Linked DNA regions of Gossypium hirsutum: region 1 is linked to region 2. A link is a contact called in public Hi-C data. All regions are on one chromosome and are shown on one strand. Each heading gives the region's core, a stretch centred on a gene start, on an enhancer-like site or on the middle of the called end of the contact. The rest is flanking DNA. Distances are from core to core; before and after follow the strand shown.

Region 1 (6,129 bases), core at 2,753-5,252, 210 kb after region 2:
TCAGGCTGTATCAGAATAGGAGCCTAAGTCAGAACAAACTTGAGCTTCTTGAAGCTCAATTTTTGTGCATCAGAAAAGACGAACGGAACACCCTTGCATAGAAGTTTACTCAAAGGAGCTACAATCTGAGAAAACCCCTCGACAAACCATCTATAATATCCCGCAAAACCTAGAAAACTGCGGATCTCAAATACGTTCTTAGGTTGCTTCCAATCAAGCACAGCCTCAATCTTTTTAGGATCAACTTGAATCCCCTCAGTAGAAACCACATGCCCCAGAAAAGTTACTTCTCGCAACCAGAACTCACACTAGCTAAACTTAGCATAGAGTTGTTTCTCTCAGAGTATCTAAAGCACTACTCTAAGATGCGCATCGTACTTATCCTCAGTCTTAGAGTAAACCAGAATATCATCGATGAAAACCACGATGAACTGATCTTGACACGGCTGAAAAACTTGGTTCATCAAATCCATGAATGTAGCTAGAGCATTCATCAGACCAAATGGTATAACTAGGAACTCGTAGTGCCCACAATGAGTCCTAAATGTCGTCTTATGAATATCAACCTCTTTAACTCTAAGCTGATGATACCCAGATCAGAAATCTCTTTTCGAGAACACTGAAGCCCCTCGAAACTGATCAAACAAGTCGTCGATCCTCAAAAATGGGTACTTATTCTTCATTGTCAGTTTATTCAATTATCGGTAGTCAATACACATCCTCATGGTACCATCCTTTTTCTTTACAAACAGAACTGGTGCCCCCCCATGGAGACACACTAGGATGGATGAAACCACGATCCAGAAGATCTTGAAGTTGAGCCTTAAGCTCTGTAAGCTCCTTTGGTGCCATAGAGTATAAAATGATGGACACCGAAGCTATATCCGGTAAAAGCTCAATGATGAACTAAACTTCCCAATTTGGAGGTAAATCTGACAACTCTTCAAGAAAAACATCCAAAAGTTCCCTCACTGTACTGATATCCCCGACAGAAAAGCCCCTAGAAATTAAAACACTGACGTAGGCCAAATATGTCTCACACCTTCTCCAAACCAACTTCTCAGCCATTAGAGCGGAGATCACATTAGACAAGTAATCTCGACGCTCACTGATCACCACCACTTCCTTATCATCCACGGTTCTCAGAACCCTCTTAGTCGCACAATCCAACCTAACTCGATGCTCAATTAACCAGCCCATACCAAGAATTAAGTTAAACTCCCCAAACAGTAGCTCCATCAGATTTGCCCGACACACAGTCCATTGTACTTACAACAAAACATTCCTATAAAGTCTACTAACCCGAACAGATTGCCCCAACGGACTCAGTACGATGATCTCACTAGAAGTACACTCTACAGAAATCCCTAAGTTTTCAAAAACACTACTAGCTACATAGGAATGTGTAGAGCCTATGTCTATCAGAGCAGTATATGGAAAATTAAAAATAAAGAATGTACTCGTGATCACATCAGAAGCGTCTCTATCCTCTTGGCGTTGAGTAGCATAAACTAGTGCAGGTTGCCTCGACCCATACCATTACCACCCCTAGCCAGTCTAGGGCCTCTAAGTGGGTACTGAACTGCCTTCTAAGGCCGTACAGAACTTATTCTTAGAACTTGTATCTAATCAGCACGATGTGGACACTCTCTAATCCGATGCTCCAAAGACCTACACCTCAGACAAGCCCCTATCCTCCTCCAACATTTGCCTGGATGGCGCCTACCACAACCACCACATAGCTGAATCCCAGCAAAAGCAACAGGAACCCCCACTCTAACAGGCCTATTAGTTTGGGCTCGTTTCTAAGGCCTCTGAATAGAACTAGAGGGCTTCGATTCCCTCTTATTCTTGCCTCTCTCTCGGTCTTTATTTTGGCACTCCACGGGATTAACCTCTTCCGCAATCTACACCTTATCCACTAGAACAACGAACCCACGCTCCATCTGTAGAGCAATCAGAACCCTCAAACTGTCCCTTAAACTAACCTCAAAATGGACACATTTCTCATACTCAGACGCCACCATGCCTCGAGCATAGCAACTCAACCTCAGAAACTCGACCTCATACTCGACCACAAATTTATAGCCTTGCGTGAGATTCATGAACTCACGCCTACGAGCATCAACATAGCTCGCCCCACCATACTTCTCTTAGAAGGCAGTCTTAAAATAGTCCCAGTTTAAATGATCCGGTTGGGTGCCCTCCTCAACTGACAACCACCACTGATATGCCTTATTGCGAAGCAAAGAGACTACACTCTTTAGTTTTTACTCAGGAGTACAATCGATGTTGTTCATAATCCACTCAGTGGCCTCCAACCAATGCTCGACCATAGTAGGGGTAACTCTAGTGACACGCTTGGTAATAAGCCAGGGGAGAAAGGGAGCGACTACAGGTCATAGTTTAAGTATAATGTCTGTTGGGCTAAGGAGTAGGAGGCTAAGGATATTATTACTCGCATTTGGACTGACAAGAATACCGATATTTTGAACAAGATGAATAATAGCCGAATGAGGCTGTCGATCTGTATTTTGTTCCGGGGTGTATTACCGAAAACATGAATAGTTATTTAAACAGTGAGTTTACCGATGATGAAATTATGGCGACCGTCAAGCAAATGGATCCCCGAAAAGCCCTGAGGATTGATGGGTTGTCTAGGAGCTTCTTCAAAGAGCATTGGTTGACTGTGGGTTGTGATGTTTTAAGGATGTGTCGGGATATCCTAAAAGGAAATAAGAACATAGAGTGCATTAATGATACTTTACTAGTCATGATCCCTAAGATTAAGAACCCCTGTGAGATGACAAACTTTTTCCCGATAAGCTTGTGTAGGGTCATCTATAAGATCATCTCCAAAACCTTGGCTAATCGGCTAAAAAATGTGCTTCCCCATTGTATCATCCAAAATCAAAGCGCCTTCGCTCCCGGCCGGATGATCCACGACAACGTCCTTGTTGCTCATTAACTTATGCACTACCTTCGTAGCTCTAAAAATGGCCCTAACAAGGGTTGTGTGATCAAGCTCGATATGAGCAAAGCATATGACCAGGTGGAATGGAGCTTCTTTGAAAACGTGATGATAAAAATGGGCTTCTCTAGAGATTGGGTTAAAAAATCATGAATTGTGTTTGTACGGTTCGGTATTGAGTCAAATGCAATATGAACCTTACTGATATCATTATTCCGAAAAGGGGTCTTCGCGAAGGGGACCCCCTATCCCCTTACTTATTTCTTCTCTGTATGGATGTCTTTTCTCGCATGCTGCTTAATGCCCAAGGGAACAATAAAATTAAGGGTATCCATGCGAGTGAGGATGGCCCTAGAATTAACCACCTTTTCTTTACTGATGATTTTCTCTTGTTTGTCAGAAACCAATGCAATGAAGTGGAAGCTTTCATGAGAATCTTGGACAATTTTACAAGGATGTCGGGCCAGAGCATTAATCTGGAAAAGTCAATGGTGTATTTTAGCCCCAACACTACAGTGCCTCAATGTGTGACTTTTGGGGGATTACTAAAAATGAAAGTGGTGGACAAACTCGATGGCTACCTTGGCCTTCCCATCCTAGTTGCTAAAAAAGATCAAGCATTTTTCAGAATATTCTGGATCGTATAGCGAGCAAAATCAACAGCGGGTCGAAACGCCTATTGTCAAATGGAGGCAAGGATATTTTTATTAATTCTATTATCCAAGCGATTCCTACTTATGCTTTTTTGGTCTTTATGGCTCCTAAGGGGGTACTTGAGGAGATTCAATCCATGACAAGTCGTGTTTGGTGAGGGGAGGTGGGAAGAGAAAAAGGGGCTAGAACATGCTGTCTTGTGATTGGTTGTGTTACTCGAAAGGTATGGGTGGCCTTGGCTTTAGGGAGTTCCAGCTATTCCACGTTGCTCTTTTTGGCAGACAGGTGTGGCGTCTCATCAACTGTAGGGATACACTGTGCTATAAAGTCTTAAGTGCAAAGTAATTTCCTGATGGTGATGTCTTCCACCCTAAAAGTAAGGACAAGCCTTCATACACGTGGCAGAGTATAGCTAAGGCTGCTAAGGCCTTTATGAGGGCTTTGGTTGGACTGTTGCTAACAACAAAAGTATTAAAGTGTGGCACGATAACTAGGGTTTTGAAGGCCTGTCGGGTAATTCCATTTGCCTTGACAAAAGGCTGGTCAAAGAGGAAAATGTTTGTGATTTCTTCAACGAAAGCAAGGATGGCTGGGACAAGAAAATGGTCTTGGATATCTATGGTGAAAATTTGAGGGACCAAATTTGCAATATTCCCATCCTTCATAATGGTCCTGAAGACTGACGTACTTGGTTCCATAACCCTCATGGTGCGTTTTCTTCAAAGTCTGCTTACTCGTGGCTGATTCTTAAACAGGTAGGATTCGACCCACATAGGATCTTCTGGAGAATCATTTGGAAATTAAAGACCCTACCGAAAATCTGTATTTTTTGTTGGACACTAGGCCATAATATTTTCCTTACGTACAACAAAATCTCTAGCTTCCGTAGCAGTTTTAACGATACCTGTCTGAGATGCGGCAAAGATAGGGAAACCCTTATTCACGTGATGAAAGACTGTCTGAAGGCTCGTCAAGTGCTTGAGTATGGTGGGCTAAATAATAAGTTTCTGGTCAGGAATTACTCTCGGTGCATTGATTGGATTGAAGATGTGGCAAGAGGGTTGGATAATAAGGCGGTCTCAGACTTCATCTATGTCCTCTAGAATGTTTGGAATAGCAGAAATAATCGTATCTTTAAGGGGGTTGAGGAAGGTGCAAAAGTGACCTGGGAGAGAGCGGCGGCTTTGAGTAGGGATTTTCGAATTTTTAATCTGCTCGAGGACCTGTTGTTACCAAGGAAAGTATGGCAGAAACTGCCTCAGGGGTGGTTAAGATTAACTTTGATGCCTCTGTTCATGGCAAGAAAGCATGCTACGAGCTGGTTGCATGGAATTCTGATGGCTTTGTTCGAGGTAGGCGGGTGGGGTGAATAAGGAGATACAAATTGAATGGGCCGAATTGCAGACTATGGAAGAAAGCATAAACGTTGCCCGGTCAAATAATTGGAATTATTTGGCGCTAGAGTCAGACTGTGCCAGCCTTGTTAATCGCTTCAACAAAAGGAACTTTTATTTGACTATGTTGGGCCATTGCATGCAGGAGATCCAGAGGCAAATCCAATCTTTTAATTATTTCAATTTTAACTGGGCTCCACACTACTATAATAAAGTAGTAGATTATCATTGTAGTTGGGCCAAAACAAATTATTGAACCAAGGATTTTAAAATGGATTATCCGTCGAAAATTCATGAGATTGTTTTAAATGATGCTATAAATTGAGGTTGACCCTCGGGTCTTTTTTATCAAAAAAAATGTATGTGTAAATGGCCTAGACGGATATATGTCATTATAATTGAAATGTGCCCTAGTAAACTTAGTGAAATGTTAGGATATGGTTGACATGCTAATTTAGGGCTATAGCGTGTTGGAGTTATGCTGGAGGTTTTGCACTTATACGCCATTTATATTGCCTTCTGGCCTTGCAATTATGTGCATCTTGGTGTGGTGTAGCTTATGCTCTTATGAGCTCTTTGGTATGGTGGAGTGATGTTCTACGCTATTTTACAGTTTAGCACTTCGGTGCTCATTGGTGTGGTCGAGGAGTCCCGTTTATCCAAGTCAATTTTACTAGAGTTCACTATGGGAGAAAATGGATCAAATGTTGATAATAAAATTTAAATGTGACTATAGATGATTAAAAGCAAGACTAAGGGTCATGAACAAAATGTCTTCTAACTGCAATGGATGAAAATAGGGTAAATAAACAAATAAGCAAATGAGAATTTAAACTAATAAGGTACTATAAAAGTGTATGTCCTAGTTAAGGAAATGAAAATGAAATGGATGGCTCCAATATAAAATAAGCACAATAAATGAGAAATAAATGTATATTCATGTTTTGAAAAGCTAAGAAACAACAGTTTAAAGAAGTATAAGGGAGAGTAATCCCCATACGAACATTTCATAAGCTATTTCTAATGAATCATTAAAATGCAAGTTGAGCCCCATAATTCGATTAATTTAAATGAATTGATTAGTGACACTACAATTTAGCTTAAATGAAT
Region 2 (6,169 bases), core at 1,559-4,058:
AATTAACCTCAAGCATTCAATTCAATCTATAATTCATATTATCATGAATTACAAAATTACCCCTCCTATTTTAACTTTTTCACAATTTAGTCCTTAAGCTCATAACTTGAAATTTAACTATTTTAATCCTCAATACATGTTAGCCAAACTTCTTAGGGACCCATATCAACCCACTAAAATCACCATTTCATAATGTTACCTTGAAATTTTTACTATTTTCATGAATAAGTCCTTAAACCCTAAATTCACTAAAAATCACCTAGCAAAATAAGCTTACTCAAGAATCAACCTTAACATTCTATCAATCAACTTCAAAAACTCATCAATTTCATTCATAGGATATCCCTCAACCTTTAACAATTTTGCAAATTAACCCCTGGGCTAAGTAAATTAAGTTAAAACGAACTCGTAAACGTAAAAATTATTAAAACAAAATCAAAATCACATACCATGCGTCAAAAGAAGCTTGGCCGAATATTTCTTAACTCAACAATAGGGTTTCGACAATAACAAAGTGAAAATGAGAAAAAAATGATAGCTAATTCTTTCTTGTTTAAGCATTTATTTATTAAATTACTAATTTATCCTTATAATATAAACTTATAAAATAACTAAATCATGCCCATCATTGTGCACCATATTTATATATGGCATAATGACTAAATAATTCCATTAACTCACCTTGTTAAAGCTATTTAATCCACTTAACTAATAGAATTCAACTTTTGCATCTTTTTCAATTTAGTTGTTTTTACCTAATTAACCATTCTAACCTCAAAATTTCATAACAAAAATTTAATATAACCTTAAAATAACTCTATAGACATTAAATAAATATTAAAATAATAACTCACTTGTCGAAGTCGTGGTCACGAAACCACTATTTCTGACACCACTAAAATTGGGTTGTTACAATATTAATAAATAATATTTATGTACTCACTCGCCGAAATTGTGACCCCAAAACTATTGCTTTCAACACCACTAAAAAATAGACTTTTACATTTCTTCTCTTTCTCTTAATCATTTGTAATAAAATCTTAATTCTTTTTTTCTCTTTCTCCTCCAAGACTACTATTGATGCTCTTTTCATGAAATCAAGGTGGCTAACAAGCTTCTATAATGATTTTAATAAAGATTCATGAAAGAAATTGAAGGAATTAAGCTTAGAAAGCCTTGAAAATGGTGGAAATGATCTATTTGTAATGAAAGTAAAAAATTGAAAGGATGGAGAAATGATGATGGCGTGGGAGGTTAGGGAAATATGAATGAATTCTTCATCTTTCTCAACTTTTCTATCAAAAATATCTAATTAATTTAGTAATTAAAATGATAATTATTAAAATTGTCTACCAATCACATTTTTACACAATTTGATCTTTAATCATTACATTTTTCATAATTATCCGATTTGAGTAATTACCTTTAACCCTCCAAATTTATCTATAATACTATCCATGAATCATATTTTATTTTGGTAAATTTTCACTTCTAGCCCTTCCTTATTTTTCCTTCAATTCAATGCAATCACTTCAAATTTTTAATTTTCTTATTTTTACCCCAATACTTTTTATTCTCTTACAATTTAGTTAATACCCTAGATTTATTTCCCTTATTTCTAGAGTATTTTTAATTTCCTATTGAATCTAACTATTTTCTATACTAACATTCATAATTTCCTATTTTATCTACTTTTAAAATTCTTAAATATAATAAATTAGAGACATTACAGATTTCCACAATCACCTATAATGTTTATAACATTAAAGTAAATTTAAACTTAAATATTTTATGAATTTTTAGTTAAAAGTATTGAATAAGATAATGAAAATAAATAAATAAGGAAAAAGATGGTTTCAAAAGTGTATTTTAAAAGATTACTTTCTCACTTTTAATGAAAAGAATTATGTTCAAACATATGGGAAGTAATTCTGGACAGAAATTTACTTTTCTAAAAATATGACATTTTTATCATAGTAAACATAGAAATCACCCATTGATTAAGTTGTTTGAAGATAATCACTTTTAGTTATATAAGTTCTCTCTAATATGGATGACATTTGAGAAAAGCAGTGATTAAAACTTCCATCATGTCTTTTGATTGGAGTAAGATACGTAATAGGGCTTATGGGCTTTACCTCCTTAAATTTTTTGAAAATTTTAATTATACTTTTAAAATTTTAGTTAGGGTTCAAAATTTTAAAATTATTTATTAAAATTTAAAAACAATTAAAAAATTGAATTTGAATTAAATTTTTTTTAACTTTCATAAATCTCTAAAATTTTTAAAATTTTTAATTAAAACTATAAAAAATTTTAAAAGTTATCATTAAAACCTTCAAAAATTTTAATTAAAATTTCAAACTTAACACCAAGATATAGCTTGAATTCTTTTTATCCCTACCTCCAATATGGTATTCTAATATCATTATATAAAGCTAGCCGTACACAAATTACAAGCTAATCATTCCCCACTATATAGTTAGTGGGGATGTATTTTATGGGTCGGCACCGCAACCATCTTCGCATGATAGCGTTCAAACTTGAGACTAGAAGGATTCGCACTACTGTCAGTGCTATCAGTCTCACCCACCAGAAACTTTGGTTCAATCGGATTCCAGAAAATCGTCCACATCACTTCCCCCTAATTGCTACAGTATACACGTTAGGATTTATGTAGTAAAAAAAATATTAAATTTATAATTATGATAAACATGAAACTATTAGAATCACATCCGAGATAAAATCCATGCTAAAATCACATCTACTGCAAAGTGCAAACTTCATTATAAATAGCTACTCAGTTAGCGGTATGCCTCCATTCTTCCTCTCGCCTACAAATCCATCATCTATTTTTTCCAAGCTTGTTCGATTATTCTTGCTAATCCAGGGCTGGGTGCCTGAAAACAATGGCTGAATTTTGGAAGTGTTTATTACTTGTTGCATTGCTAGTCTCAACCTGTGCCACTGTTTCTGAAAGCCGAGTGGCAAGGAAAGACCTGGGTATAGACCTGGGAGGAATTGGGGTTGGTTTGGGTATTGGGCTTGGTCTTGGGCTTGGTGGAAATGGTTCAGGCTCTGGAGCTGGTGCTGGTGCTGGCTCTGGTTCTGGTTCTCGGTCCAGTTCTAGTTCTAGCTCATCTTCTTCATCAAGTTCTTCGGGTTCAGGCTCTGGGGCAGGGTCAGAAGCAGGTTCATCAGCCGGGTCGAGAGCTGGGTCGAGAGCTGGGTCAGGTGGAAGAGGCTAGATTCTAGATCCACAAATGGAAGATCTGGAAACAAAAAATAAATAATAATAACGACAATAATAATCAGCACGAAAGCCTGCAAAGGTTTTCAGTCCTCAACGTTTTTATATAAATGGTTAATTTATTTTCTGTGTGCTTTTGTCAGAGTGTTTTGTCAAAAACCTTCAAGTGCTACTGAAAAGAAAAAACTACAGTTTATATTATCAAAATTAATTGTCTATATGGGGAAAAACTCAATAAACATTCGAAGTCTATCACTGAATGACAAAACGTTGAACATATAAGCAGCATTCAAAATCCCTCTGTTTGAAAGGAAAAATAAGGAAATTTTCACTTAAAATCTTTTTTTAATTTTATTATTTTTATTTTTGGTATAATTGTTGCTTGAATAGGAAGACTGGAGAATCGGTATGTATTAGTTAAACTGGACAAAAAACCAATTGAATTGGATGATTGAGTCAAAATTTATTGAATTTTTAATAATTTATTTTATCAAATCAAATAGATTAGTTAAACTGGTCGAATCAATAGCCTAACAGATTTCATCACCGGTCCCATCTTAAAAACGTTGAGTTCACAAGTGTACTCATCTATTTTACGAGGTAAGCCTAGTCCTATTCGAATCAAGATAGTATTTAGATAAAATCATTCCAATAATAAGAATTTTAAAATTCAAACTTTGTCCAAGTATCTAGAGAAAAAAATCCACTTTCACTTTTTTCAAGTTTTTGTTGGTTAGATAAAATCTCTTTAGTTCTAACTAGAGAAGCTTATTTTCTTGTTAATAATTGAATTTTGTAAGAAATATTGAAAAAGTAATGTTCTAAATATCGAATGAGTCCTTAAAAATGGTCCAAGACTGCTATTAGAAATAGGCAAATTAAGAGATGGCTTAAATGACATTATTTTAAAACGAATTCTATCCATGCCTTGAAGAAATCCTATTAACACACGTTAAATTAAATAATTATATAATTGCAACATTGAATTATCATTTCATTTCACACTCGAACGGTAAAATAATCAGATCATATAAAAGGTTCAGTAGATGGATGAAGGAACCAAAACATAGAATAAGCCTAGATTGATCTAGAAAAATATAAACAAAAAACATGATCCAAATACCGATAGAAGACATGCCCCTTCTCAAACAAAGGCAAAGTATGCAATAGTGAACAACCACCTCACGGCAAAGTGATTAAACATGTTTTCTATAGCTGTATAATCAACGATCCAAATAAACTTTATAAGTTCATTTACATTCATCACTCATGCGATTGCAATTATGTGGAATGGATCGTGTGCACATCACTTCCACCCTCACTTTCAATTCTTTATTAGACATTGTTGTTCGGATGTTATGCTGGACCTTAGCGTCATAAACAATTCGAAAATTAAAAATTAACAAATAAAAATTAAAAATAAAAGAAATAAAAATATTGTATCTATAGTCTTTAACATTCTTATTTATCTTATTATTCGTAAAGATATTTCCTAGATCTAATGTCGAAACCTCCCTGGCAATGGCGCTAACAACTTGACCGCCTATAAACGTGTTATCGTTTATAGTATAAATATCACACTAAAAATATATGAAATTAAATTGGCGGTGTCTCTAAGAATACGAGTTAAATTCTAATATAGTATTCGTGTTACAACGGAATACCGGAAAGTATTCCGAGGATCATACCCAGGGATGATGGAATAAATCTATTGAAAATCTCTTTACAATAATAAGTCTAAATAGTAATAATTAAATCCTATATCATGACAGATCATAAAATAGATGAGTAATGAAAATTAAATAATTAAATTAAATAAATAATAAAATAAACAAACGACTAAACAGATTAAACCAATTAGGAAGATTAACGCGTTCCAAGTGTTGTAATTAACTGTACATTAGGATTTTAGGGTGGATTAGCTATTAACTAACCAATTTTACCTCCTAGTCTCTATTTGATTAATTAATTGGTTGATACTTGCTTATCTCCCAACCTCACTTTCTTAACCAGGACAAATTACGATTTACTTGACAAAACATATCTTCTGACCTCGTTTAGCCTATGATTACTTCCTATGGTTATCAAGAGGGATTATGAATATGTAATTTAAACCAACAAATCCTATTGGAAAACCCTAAATCCTCCATTAATCATGTCCTTGTCCGCTCGTTAATCTCCCCTAAAAGATTTTGCCACTCGTGTTATTCATGATCCCAAACTCAGTTGAATTAAATGTGCAAACAACACAATTAAATCGGAAGAGAGAAGAGATTAGAATAATTATGATTTGATGTCGAGTGAAGAACGGAGTAACGAATCTCTCGATTGGAATAATCAAATCTTGTCACTTGTGAAGGTAAATAAACTGAAATACTTCGATATTATAAAAGAACTCTTGGATTGAAACTAATTCCAAGAGAGAAGAACAAAGAGTTAATGAAAAACAAAAGAAAACTTAATCTAATCCTACTCCTAATCTATGAGGGTTTTTGGATGCGTCTAAGACGACTTAGTTACATCAAACCCCTAAGATTTTATTTATAAGAGTGTTGGAAGCCCGAATTAGGTCTTCGTATAAAGTTGATTGTGTGGATGAAAATAGCCCCGCAATGCTTGGGCACCATGTCGGGTCTATGTCGTGCCATGCAAGGCCTATGGCATGACGTGACAAGTGTTTTGTGGCCTTTTGGGTTTGTTTCATGCTTTAACGGCTCGGGAAGCTTGTGCATAAGTCGTCCCTTACTCCTATGTCCATTAGGCCTATAATTCATCATTCTACACATTCAAATTACACAAATTAAAACTATTTAAGACTCCTGTCAATCTAATAGGTCACAAACACTCACAATTTGTGTAAAAACACTTATTTTATTAAGTTTTACTACTTAACAACTCAATATCAAAATTTCAATAATA

What was found. A called contact is a pair of places that touch in the nucleus more often than the background predicts.
Region 1: a contact with region 2 is called in a Hi-C map of leaf, with 3 times the contacts expected there. The contact joins the enhancer-like site here to the promoter of LOC107899735 in region 2. A contact is called at or near these places in 3 of 34 Hi-C or Micro-C datasets (hypocotyl and leaf).

The regions. Positions count from the first base shown.
Region 1 is chrD04:21,600,744-21,606,872 of Gossypium_hirsutum_v2.1, forward strand. No RefSeq gene overlaps it. Among protein-coding and RNA genes, the nearest start is that of LOC107899686, 23 kb to the right of the region's middle. Within about 2 kb of position 4,003, at least 3 of the 9 cell types and tissues checked have an H3K27ac peak or open chromatin away from gene starts, as enhancers often do. A contact at or near this core is called in hypocotyl and leaf, where this site is marked.
Region 2 is chrD04:21,390,601-21,396,769 of Gossypium_hirsutum_v2.1, forward strand. LOC107899735 (GPI-anchored hemophore cfmA) reads left to right here and starts at 2,809. Exons shown (of 1, transcript XM_016825520.2): 1 at 2,809-3,457. The coding sequence starts at 2,910. The coding sequence ends at 3,248.